3 separate regions of the Sus scrofa genome follow, and all the other regions are linked to region 3. A link is a contact called in public Hi-C data. All regions are on one chromosome and are shown on one strand. The core of a region is the stretch at or near the end of the contact, and the rest is flanking DNA. Distances in the headings are between cores, read along the strand shown.

Region 1 (3,925 bases), core at 256-2,755, 130 kb after region 3:
CAGCACAGAGCTAGGGGGCATTGGCAGGCCTGGAGGGGAAGGCTCCCCTCCCCTCCCTACCACAGAGGGAGGCTGGGAATCAAGGACTCCCACACAATGTCTCCATTGACACTTGTGGCCAGGCTGGGTCTGGGTGCCATGGAAACCTCTCCAGGGAGCAGAGAGGGACAGCAACAGCCCAGGCCTCCCACACTAAGCCCATTGTCTCCTGAGCCAGCCCCCCTCAGAGGGCCCTTATCACCAGTCCCCTGGCAGGCCTCAGCTCCAGGCTCCCCACCCCACCAGCAGCACTAGCTTCCCTCCCTCTGGCCCGCCTGGGGCATCAACGGGGTCTTACCTGCCTTAGGACCCACCACCCATCCCGCCTACCCTACCCCAGGTGAAATCCAGGGAAGTCCCAGTAATGAGGCTGGAGAGCTGCCCTGAGAGTGAAGAGACGTAAGGCAGGGAGGCAGCAGAGGCAGTTTCCCTTCTGGGGTTGATTAGAAGGAAATCTAGGAGTTCCAGTCATGGCTCAGCAGAAACGAACCCTGAGGATGCAGGTTTGATCCCTGGCCTCACTCAGTGGGTTAAGGATCCTATGTTGCTGTGGCTGTGGTGTAGACCAGCAGCTTCAACTCTAATTTGACCCTTAGCCTGGGAAATTTCATATGTCATGGGTGAGGCGCTAAAGAGCAAAAAATAAACAAAAAAACCAAAGTAGGGGCGCCAAGAACTAGAAGGAAGGGCTTTGATTACAGCAGCCCCTGTCACCAGCTGTCACCCAAGTGTCCCCTGGGTGCTCCCTTCACAATGATATGACTGACAAGGCACCACCGTCAAGTAAAGCCCCTGAAGCTCCTCAGGTTAGAGGATCTGGAGAGTGGAGTTGAGGGGTGGGGAGGGGTGGGGGGAGTCCAGAGGGGCAGCCAGAGGAGCCTGGGCTTTGGACCCAGAGCTGAGGGTGGGGTGGTGGGAAGCATCCTGTCCCAGCAGGATGACCTGGGAGAAGTTAGGTGACCTCCCTTAGCCTCGGCTTGAGCATCTGTGAAAAGAGAGCAATAAAACTTTCAGCACAGGCTGCTGGGATGTGGCAAGGACCTGAAGGCCAGCAAACAGCAGGGCACAGAGAGGGCTCTTGCTCAGCAGATCAGTTATCACTATTATCTATTTGACAACATTTTACCCCCAGAACTCTGGGCACTGAGTCAGGTGCTTGGGGACAAAGGACCCACTGGGAACAAAGGGAGAGGCCTCAAGTGACCCCACCAGAGGCAAGAGTCCCTGGCCTGAGAGAGGAGGCAGCAAATGGTTGAGCTTCAGGGAACACGTGGACCCCAGCAAGGGGCCCCCCTAACATTCCCCTTGGGATTTTATACGGGTGGCCGGTTAGTTCCTGGAATGTCCAAGAAAAACAAACTGGTTGTCCTGAGTAAAATTGCAGCCTGGCTAAGGCCGGGTGGGTCTGCTTTAAATTAAACACAGTGCTTCTGAGATTATTTTCGTCTCCTGGCCGCTGCTGGTCAGTGGAGACATTACCTCACCTCACCTTCCTGCTCAGAGGTGGGGATGCTGATGGGGAGTGGGCCTGGGGATGGGATGACACGTGTGTATGTGGGTGTGGGTGGGTGGGTGTGGGTGTGGGTGTGAGTGTGAGTGTGGCTGAGCGCCCCATCCCAGGCTCCCACATTGGAGGTGAGCAGGCAGCCCTCCTCTAATGACATGGTCTATCTCTGGGGCTGGGGGTGCTGGAATTGGGGGATGTGAGGATGCTTCTGTGTGCAGTCAACCCAGTCCTTGGCATTTAGCTGAGGAATTACAGCGTGTGCAAATACACTGCTTTCCTGGGAGTACTTGAAAAAAACTCGGCTACAGTTTTACAAGTCCAGGGTTGGTCCCTTTCAAATATTCAGGCGCTGGGTGGCTCCTCCTGGAACTCCAGCGTGCTTTAGCTGCTTTAGCTGGCAAGCTGAGACAGAGAAGCCAGAGTCCTCATAGGGTGCCTTGGTCAAGTGTGGAGTTCCTGGTGTTCCCGTTGTGGCTCCGTGTTTAACGAATCCCACTAGGAACCATGAGGTTGTGGGTTTCAATCCCTGGCCTTGCTCAGTGGGTTGAGGATCTGGTGTTGCCGTGAGCTGTGGTGTGGGTTGCAGATTTGGCTCGGATCCCATGTTGCTGTGGCTCTGGCATAGGCCGGCCCCTAGGGGTCTGATTAGACCCCTAGCCTGGGAACCTCCATACGCCGCAGGAGCGGCTCAAGAAAAGGCAAAAAGACCAAAAAAAGGGTGGAGTTCCCTTCTGGTTTTGAAAATTACTTTTGGCCAGCCTTGCCAGCTCATGGAGTCCTAGAAAATTCTGGAATATTGGAGTCAGGCCGACTGGAGTGTGTGAGTTCCAGTTCCCTTGATGAAGATGTCCTAATCTTATTTGGACCTCGAATAGCCTCATCTTTTTTTTTTTTTTTTTTTTTTTTGGCTGCACCTATAATTGCATGGAAGTCCCCGTTGAGGGATCAAAGCTATGTATGTCACAGCAGTGACGATGCTAAATCCTTAACCACTAGGCCACTAAGGAACTCCTCAGCTCCATCTTTAAAATGGAGGTAAGGGGGAGTTCCCGTTAAGAACCCGATAGAGTGTCTGTGAGCATGCAGGTTCAATCCCTGGCCTCGCTCAGTGGGTTAAGGATCCGGCATTGCTGCAAGCTGTGTCATTTGGTCACAGATGCCACTTGGATCTTGTGTCGCTGTGACTGAGGTGTAGGTCAGCATCCGTAGCTCCGATTTTACCCCAGCCTAGGAACTTCCATATGCCACAGGTGCAGCCCTAAAAAAGAAAATTAATTAATTAATTAATTAATTAATTAAAAAACAAAAATAGCCTTACAAAAATAAAATGGAGATAAGTGAATTCCTGCCGTGGTGCAACAGAATCAGCAGTGTCTCTGCAGCATCAGGATGCAGGTTCGATCCCTGGCCGGGCACAGTGTGTTAAGGATCTGGCATTGCCCCACAGCTGTGGTGTAGGTTGAAGCTGTGGCTCGGATCTGATCCCTGGCCCAGGAAGTCCATATGCTGTGAGGTGGCCAAAAAGGAAACATTTTTAAATTAAAAAATAAAATAAAGTGGAGATAAGGCTACCTACTTCCCAAGCGTTGTTATGTGGATTAAATGAAATTAAGTGTGCCAAAGTTTCTTTTGTTTCAAACAAAGTATACCCAAGATCTCTGCCTATAAGAAACAGAAATCTCCTCAAGCTGCCATGTGTACAAGGGAAATTTTTTTTAAGGAATCAAGGGACTTGCATGAAAACAGGCCTCCAGGCCTCTCAGAGAGCTGGAACCAGGAGCCTGAAAAGAGATTTGCCATGGCCTTTGTCTTGCTCTGCCTGCACGTGCACTTGGGTGCCTCCTTCTGGGGACCTCAGCACATCTCCTTTCCCTGCAGACCAGCTTTCAAGGAGAAAGACCCATTTACCCACCAGCCTTGGCTTTATGTCATTTTCTTACGCTAGGTCCACAGTTCGCGCTGGGTAAAGGATGGCCTGTTGCTACTGTGTTGCTTTGACTTGTATGGCAATATGAATGAGCTGAATATTCTATTTGTCCGTCCTGATCCGCTCCCCTTTCTCCTCCACCTTGGGGCTGACCTGTGTGAACTGTCAGCGGAGATTCCGCCCCTTCTGGGATCTGGCTGACTTCATCCCATTGTGGACACCAGCAGGAAACAGGAGGGCAGGAGGAAAGAGTCCACAGGGCGTTGATGCTTCTAGCTCCTTGCCAGTGGGGGATGGGTTGGCAGCCCTATGGCTGGTTCCCACACTGAAGGCCACTGCTGGTTTCCAGCAACCCGGTAACCACTTCCTCTGCTGGTCTCTACAAGCTGACCATGCCAATGGCTCTCTAAGGAGGTGCTGCACCATCCTTGTTGGTTTCCTTTCATCTGTGC
Region 2 (4,211 bases), core at 197-2,696, 150 kb after region 3:
AATGAGGCAATTTATTAACTCAGCATCACTTGTTGTAATGCTTCTTGTTGGCAGCTCCCACCTGCCAAGTGATTCTGTCCAGATCTCTCTGTTCCAGATGTGCCCATTTGTAGCCCCCATCTTGGTCCTTTTCCACCATTCTCAGCCCTTCCAGGACCTGGAGGACCCGGTGGCATTCTTGGAGCCTGTGCTGAGTGGTCAAGCAGGACACTGCTTCTCTGACATCCCCCAAAGATCCTAGTGATGGAGGGGTCCCCAGCGCGGCCCCGGAGGTCCAGCTGCTGTGCTGCAGAAGACCCAGTTCTCATCACAGGGCGTCGGCTTTGTATGCTTGGCCAGCTTGACAGGGTCCACCCATTCAGGGCCGTTCAGCTTCCTGGACCTCTTGAGGAAGGCTGGCAGAGCTCCAGACTCCCACTGGTTCACGCCTTTTACAGTAACTCCAGGCATCATGGGGCCCCTGTGCTGCCAGCCAGGAGAAAGGGGAGGTAATTCTTTATTGCAGGGGCTGCCCCTATATTATCGGATATGCAGCAGCATCTCTGGTCTCTCCCCGCTAAATGACTTGAACACCCCCCTCTCCTGTTTAATACCCAGAGATGACACTGCCAAACGTCCAGGGGGGCAAAACTGCCCCCTACCCTCACTAAAAACGACTTGGTATATAGGTAAACACATATAGCTGCACATACTTTTGTGAATACTTATTTTCTAGGGCTGTGCCTGCAGCATATGGAGGTTCCCAGGCTAGGGGTCAAATTGGAAATGCAGCTGCTGCCTACGCCAGAGCCACAGCAATGTGGGATCTGAGCCATGTCTGTGATCTACACCACAGCTCCCGGCAACGCCGGATCCTTAACCCACTGAGCGAACCCACTGAGCGAAGCCAGGTACCGAACATGAATCCTCATGGATAGTAGACGGGTCTGTAATCTGCTGAGCCACAACAGGCGCTCCATAATTTTAAAGACCATTTTATAGACAAGGAAACTGATGCACAGAAAGAACAAGTAGCTGTCAGCAGAGGACCCAAGATTCCAAGAGGAATCCAATTTCACGGCTTAGTTTCTTTCTTTTTCTCTCTCTTTTTTTGGCAGGCTCCTGGGCCAGGGATTGAATCTGAGCCACAGCTTTGACTTATGCCAGCAACACCAGATCCTTAACCTACTGTGGTGGCCAGGAATCAAAACTGAGCTGGCATGGAGACAATGCCAGGTCCTTAACCTACTGCGCCACAGCAGGAACTCCTTACGGCTCAGTTTCTTGCCTGAAAGGCAGCCACGCTGCTCAAGGACGTTCTTGAGGTCTGACCGGTTGAATGCATGGGGACTTTAGGTTCACGCTTCCAGGCAAGAACCATGGGTCAAGGAAGGGGAACCAGGGCCTAGGGTTCCTGAAACTATCACATGTGAGGCCACAGGCCCAGGGCCGGCTTGGCTCCTTGAGACGACAGTGTTGGGAAACCAGTCCAGAAAGCAGCAGCCAGCAGGGTCGCCTGACCTCTGAGCAGGGCTGACCGCTGCTCGAAAAGAAAGGCCTAAGGCTGAACCACAGGGCGGCCTCTCCTATACTCAGGAGAGTAGGTAAAGCGACTAGGGTGGAAGCAGACTCATGAGGAGGGTGGCGAGGACTGGACTCCTGATTGGATTCACTTCCCTCCCCACTCGGCCCCCTCCCCAAAGCCCCCTAGAGCCAGCTGGGTGCACGCTGTCCCTATCTGGAGTGGCAGGGGTAGGGCACAGGTTGGCATGATGCCTGGTGGGTTCCTCAACCTCTAGCCAGACCACAAGGGGCTGAATTTCCTGTTGCTTGCATGTTTGGGGCCCCAGATCACAAGATCTGTGAAGGCAGGGCCTGCATCTTTGGGGGCCTGGTGCAGTGGGCAAGGTTGGGTGGGTGCAGAACGAGAAGAGGAAGGGCGTGGGTGGGATTTTTTTAGGTTGAAATGTGCCTTCCAGGCCTCTGAGCCCAAACTCTTGGGTTCCTCGATTTACTCAAAGGCTGAGCAGCTCCGGGAGCTCTCTGGTGGTGTAGTGGTTAGGAATCATTGCTTTCACTGCTGTGGCCCAGGGTTCAATGCCTGGTCTGGGAACCGAGATCCTACGTCAAGCCGCAACATGCCATGGCCAAAACAAACAAAACAACCACCACCAAAGGCTCAACAGCTCTAAGGACACCCAAGGGCAGCCCAGGCGAGATGAGGTGCTCAGCCCTATCCCCTGGGACCAGGTTCTGGCCTTTCCTAAGTGGGGATGTGTCCCAGACAAAACAGAACTCCTGATTACCTCTCCTGGAAAGAGGGAGGAGGTGCTTCAAGAACCGGAGGCATGATCCTCATTCAGTAACTCAAGCTTAGCTTTTTTTTTTTTGTCTTTTTGCCATTTCTTTGGGCTGCTCCCGCGGCATATGGAGGTTCCCAGGCTAGGGGTCTAATTGGAGCTGTATCCACTGGCCTACGCCAGAGCCACAGCAACGCGGGATCCGAGCCGCGTCTGCAACCTACACCGCAGCTCACGGCAACGCCGGATCGTTAACCCACTGAGCAAGGGCAGGGACCGAACCCGCAACCTCATGGTTCCTAGTCAGATTCGTTAACCACTGCGCCACGACGGAACTCCAAGCTTAGCTTTTTAAATGGAAACTTCTCAGAGCTGCGTCTTGAAACTCTTGCTGGTCCAGTGTCCCCTCCTCCTGCCCCCACAGGTGCCCAGTTGGTAGGAACTTGTAAGTTGAAGACGCAGAGTCTCCTTAATGGGCTGGGCTAGGGGCAGCTGTGAGCCTCCTGCTTTCTAGCCAGAAGCATCACAGTCTCTTTTTTTGCCAACCCCCCAGGTGAAGCTGATCAAGGCATCCTCTGAACTCCACTGCGTCCTTGGCACCACGAGAGCTTTATCACACACATGCACTCCTGCTTTTTGAGTGCAGGGATCAGACCTTAAGATCTTCGTAGGGAAACTTGCCGTCCACGACTCCAATGTTGAAGAGTTATCACGCCAACAGGAGGGGATGGTTGGAGTTCCCGTCGTGGCTCAGTGGTTAACGAATCCGCCTAGGAACCATGAGGTTGTGGGTTCCATCCCTGGCCTTGCTCAGTGGGTTAAGAATCTGGCGTTGCTGTGAGCTGTGGTGTAGGTCGAAGATGAGGATCAGATCCATCGTTGCTGTGGCTGTGGCATAGGCTGGCAGCTGCAGCTCTGATTCGACCCCTAGCCTGGGAACTTCCACATGCCACAGGTGCAGCCCTAAAAATAAGAAAAAAAAAAAAAAGGAATCTCTGGGATGGGGTCCTAGAATCAGTCATTATACAAGCTCCTCAGGTGGTTCCAATGCGAAGAGTTGAGAACTTCTGTTCTAAGCAGACTTTTGGAAGAAGGGGGGCTTGATGGTGTTGAAATACTGAAACTTTAGACTGTAGCCATTTTGTTGGTTGTGGCTGAACTAGGAGCCCTGTGTAAACGAGGCAGGAGAGAGAAAATTGCCCCAGGTTTGGGAAAGCTGCAGAGGGCCTGGCAAATCCATCAGCTGAACTGCATGGCCTCAAGCACAGGCGGCAACCGGCTTGCTCGCCCTGCAGTCCAGGGCCACCTACTCAGAGTGTAGTCACTGACAGACGACTTGTCACCTAGTCCGCTTTTAAGGACCAGTCTTTCCTATTTCAAGAGCATTCTCCAGACTCCTGCAGCCCCCAATTCAATTGTAAACTCAAAATTTTAAGATTGGCAAGCAATGGAGAGACACTTCTTAAGTGGTTCCTCTCTTGCAGGTACAGACCAGCTGAGGGCCCCAGAGTCTGATTAAAACACGACCCAAATCAAATCCACAAAGCAGTATCACCTCACACCTGTCAGGATGGCTAAGATATCATGATGGGTATGAGGTGGTATTGCCTGGTGGATTTGATTATATAAGTAAAAGAAAATGGGAAATAGCAAGAATTGGCGAGGGCGTGGAGAAATCAGAATGCTTGTGCCCTGTTGGTGGGAATGTAGATGGTACAGCCACTGTGGAAAATAGTGTGGGAGCTCCTCAAAACATTAAAAACAGAATTGCTGAGTGATTCAACAATTCTACCTCTGGGTCTAAACCCAAAAGAAGTGGAAGCAAGGACTTGAAGAGGCATTTATTTGTTTATCTATTTATTTTGCTTTTTAGGGCTGTACCTGCAGCATATGGAGGTTCCTAGGCTAGGGGTCTAATCAGAGCCACAGCTG
Region 3 (4,185 bases), core at 1,258-3,757:
TCTTCCCCGTGGCTGTGGCCAAAGGCTGCCTTGGGACCAGCCGGCAGGAAGTTCTCTCTCATCACAGTGCTTGCGGTCCTCGTGGCCACACGCAGCAGTCTTATCCCTCCTCCTACCAAGTTGTGTGTGTGTGTGTGTGTGTGTGTGTGTGTGTGTGTGTGTGGTCCCAGACTTGCTGGGGTATTTATTTTTAGGATTGAACATGTCTTTTGAATTGTGCGAGAATTATCACCATACTGTTTTAAATGTTCGTCTCCACTATGTTTTTCTTCAAAGTCTTGACTGATTTCTATATAATAAAATTGCTGGAGTTTCTGTTGTGGCGCAGCGGAAAGGAATCTGACTAGGAACCATGAGGTGGCAGGTTCGATCGCCCTTGCTCAGTGGGTTACGGATCCGGCATTGCCGTGAGCTGTGATGTAGGTCGCAGATGCAGCTCAGATCTGGCATTGCTGTGGCTGTGGTGTAGGCCAGCAACTATGGCTCCAATTAGACCCCTAGCCTGGGAACCTCCACGTGCCACGGGTATAGCCCTAAGAAAAAGACAAAAAACAAAAATAAATACATAAATAATAAAATATTAAAAAAGAAAATTTCTATAGAAACAATACTTACCTGGCAATAGCAGAAGCCCCTCCCTTTTTTGTAAATTATAGCTTGAAAAAGTTGTTAGTATGGGGGAGAGTTACACTGTCTACGTGTAAGGATCTGCCTCTGTGTCTGAAGGTGGGAAGGAACAGTCTTTGAGCTTCAGATGATGCTGTGGGCACTACACATGGTCACTGTCTCAGGTCACCATGTGACACCAAGGGCACCTTGCAAGATGGTCCTGAGTGTCCTCACTTCGTGGGCTCCAGTGGCACACCCAGGAAGAGGGCTGAGCTGGCAGGCTCACCTGGTCCTACTACCTCACCAAGTCCCACAAGCCCAGCCTCTGCCCACAGAGAGCCGCTGACCAAAACCACCGCTGAGACCAAGGGCTTCAACTGGCATCTCTGTGAGGGATTGGCAGGAAAGCCAAGCGAGGAACTGGTCGTGACCCAGAGCAGCCCCAGAATGGAGGGTTCCCCCTGACTGGGCCTCCAAGCCAGTGACACTCTGCACCCAGAGGCACTTAAGGCCCAATTGTGAGGGCAGGGCGAGAGGGGGATCACACATCTAGACACACTTGTCCTCAGACCCCAGGCCTGAGGGATGAACAAAGTTCTTTTCTTCGCTATAGATGGACATTCCAGAATTCCCGTTGTGGCTCAGTGGGTTAAGAAGCTGACATAGAGGGGAGTTCCCGTCATGGCTCAGCAGAAACAAATCTGACTAGTATCCATGAGGATGCAGGTTCACTCCCTGGCCTTGCTCAGTGGGTTAAGGATCCAGTGTTGCCTCAATAGGTCACAGGTGTGGCACCAGAAAGGATCTGGTGTTGCTATAGCTATGGTGTGGGCCGGAAGCTGCAGCTTCAATTTGACCCCTAGCCTGGGAACTTCCATATGCCATGGGTGTGGCCCTAAAAAGGTTAAAAAAAAAAAAAAAGATACAGGAACTCCCTCTTCTCTCAAATTGAGGCATGGACACGAGAGCTTCACTTTTTGAAAGTCTTCCAGGTTGAGCTTGCTGGCTGCCCACAATTGAGAATAAACAGGCATTGGGCACTTCCAACTGTCAATGATAAGGCAGTCTGCTGGGAAAAACCATGATGTGAGAATCTGTTGAGGGGTTTCAAACAATGAATTTGCCTCCATAAAAATCTCCATTTTCTTCTCTACCTCATAAGTTTTAGAACAATCCCTCTCAGAAATATAGGTTAAATGGCATGATGCTAAGTAAAAGGCAATGCTCTCTTTTATTGATTGATTTAAATTCATGGAGTTCCTGTTGTGGCTCAGTGGAAACGAAATCTGACTAGCATCCATGAGGATGCAGGTTCGATTCTTGGCCTCACTCAGTGGGTTAAGGATCTGGCGTTGCCATCAGCTGTGGTGTAGCTTGCAGACGTGGCTCAGATCCTGCATTGCTGTGGCTGTAGCGTAGGCTGGCAGCTATAGTTCTGATTTCAACCCCTAGTCTGGGAAACTCCATAGGCCACAGGTGCGGCCCTGAAAATAAATAAATAAATAAATAAATAAATAAATAAATATATAAATAATTCAGGCCAGGGTACAGTATTTGGGTTGAAGGAGAGTCCAGGGTCTGGAGCTGACCTGACCTGGGCAGGAGGCCAATCAGCCTCAGACCACATGAACTCAGGGTATAGGTTACGTTATGAAACTTTCATTTCCACATCTGTAAACTGTGGTACTGGCTACCGCCGTGTTTAACTCCCTTGAAAGTTAGCTGTCTACAACTTTTGCCTGGTTAACAGCAGAGAAATCTGAAGAACCAAGTTGCAGGTATAAGAACAGCACAGAACAATCTCAATCAGTCCGTGGTTGCCTGGGGCTGATGGTTGAGGGCAGGGATTGACCGCGGAAGGGGTGAGAGGGAACTAACTCGTGTGATGAAACATTCAAGTGGGATTGTGGCAAAGGTGGTGTAAGTGCTCACAACTACTAACACTCCTCCAACTGGACGCTTACAGGCAGTAAGTCATGGGATGCATATTTTATCACACCCCGTGGTTAGGAAGAAAACAATCAGACCATCTGATCTAAACACCCCCCCCCCAGTTCCGGATCTCTTTATCAGGAGCGTCACCTGGGTTAAAGCATCAACCTGCAGTCAAAGATTCAGTTTCCTCACCTCTGTGATGTTCCAAGATGATTGGAGAAGAGCAGGGGCAGCACCCAGGAGAGGAAGGAACCCGTGTGGGAGCATGAATGCTGGGACTGATGTAATAACTCAGCCCAGCTCTGCTCTGCTTATTTTATTTATTTTTAAAATATTTTTAGTGCCGCATCCACAGCACATGGAAGTTCCCAGGCTAGGGGTCAGATCTGAGCTGCGTCTGCGACCTACACCACAGCTCACAGCAACGTCAGGTCTTTAACCCACTGAGCAGGGCCAGGGACGGAACCTGGGTCCTCATGGACACTGGTTGGGTTCATTACCGATGAGCCACAACAGGAACTTCTACTCTGCTTACTTTATTTTATTTATTTATTATTTATATTTGCTTTTTAGGGCCACACTTGCAGCATATGGAAGTTCCAGGGCTAGGGGTCAAACTGGAGCTGTAGCTGCCGGCTTACATCACAGCAACACCAGATCTGAGCTACATGTGCAATCTACGCTAGAGCTTGTGGCAACAAGCTCAGTTCACCCACTGAGCGAGGCCAAAGATCAAACCTGCATCCTCATGGATATCAGTCAGGTTCTTAACCCACTGAGCTATAAAGGGAACTCCAAACCTACATTTAAAAAAAAGTCTCAAATAACAGAATAGAAGAAACCCCTAATTCCACTATCGATAGAGCAGGCTTTCACCTTCTCCTTATTAATTTCCAGACCAACCCTTGTACAAACGTGTTTGATTCATGCAACTGTGCCTCCCACCAATCCTCCTTCATGCCAGGGGACTTTTTTCTTTTTTCAACCTCGACCATGGCATGTGGAAGTTCCTGGGCCAGGGATTGAACTTGCACTGCTGGATCCTCAAGCTGCTGAGCCACCGGGGAACTCCCTGCAGGGGACTTTCTCACTGGAAATCTTTCAGAACTGGGTTGACGTGGGGGTCACCGAGGCTGCCTCCTGGGTCTCCGTTTCTTGCTCCTCCTTCTTCCAGAACCACAATGTCGCTCGGGCAGCCATGACCCCTTCTCCACACATGCAGTGGGGGTTGGTAGGCTGACCTGGTCCCTCAGGTTCTCCCAGTCCCCGGTCAGGGACTCAGGGATGAGTCAGGAATCCTTACTGGAGCTAGTCAGGGCAGGGCACTGGAACCCACGAGAAGCTGTAACTGGTCCAGCAGCGAACTTAGGTTTAAAATTGGCCCCACCAACCTAAAGGGGGAACTCATGTTCCACAGTTTAGGGGGGAAGAGAAAGGAGAACTCTTGTTCTGTCTGTTGCCTGGGGGATATAAAGAGTTGCACAGGAGGTATCTGTCCTATTCCTCAAAAGGATATTAAACTTTTTAAAAAGTTTTATTTTTTTAATTAAAGTATAGTTGATTTACAATGTTGTGCCAATTTCTGCTGTACAACAAAGTGACTCAGTCATACATACATATGTATTCTTTTTTATATTATTT

What was found. A called contact is a pair of places that touch in the nucleus more often than the background predicts.
Region 1: a contact with region 3 is called in a Hi-C map of liver, with 4 times the contacts expected there. A contact is called at or near these places in 5 of 47 Hi-C or Micro-C datasets (alveolar macrophages, blood, embryonic fibroblasts and 1 more).
Region 2: a Hi-C map of liver shows a contact between it and region 3, with 3 times the contacts expected there. A contact is called at or near these places in 6 of 47 Hi-C or Micro-C datasets (alveolar macrophages, blood, embryonic fibroblasts and 2 more).

The regions. Positions count from the first base shown.
Region 1 is chr3:58,769,716-58,773,640 of Sscrofa11.1, reverse strand. No RefSeq gene overlaps it. Among named protein-coding and RNA genes, the nearest start is that of ST3GAL5, 91 kb to the left of the region's middle.
Region 2 is chr3:58,752,291-58,756,501 of Sscrofa11.1, reverse strand. It overlaps the pseudogene LOC110259988. Among named protein-coding and RNA genes, the nearest start is that of POLR1A, 84 kb to the right of the region's middle.
Region 3 is chr3:58,899,498-58,903,682 of Sscrofa11.1, reverse strand. All of the region lies in intron 3 of ST3GAL5 (lactosylceramide alpha-2,3-sialyltransferase), which reads right to left. Among named protein-coding and RNA genes, the nearest start is that of ST3GAL5, 39 kb to the right of the region's middle.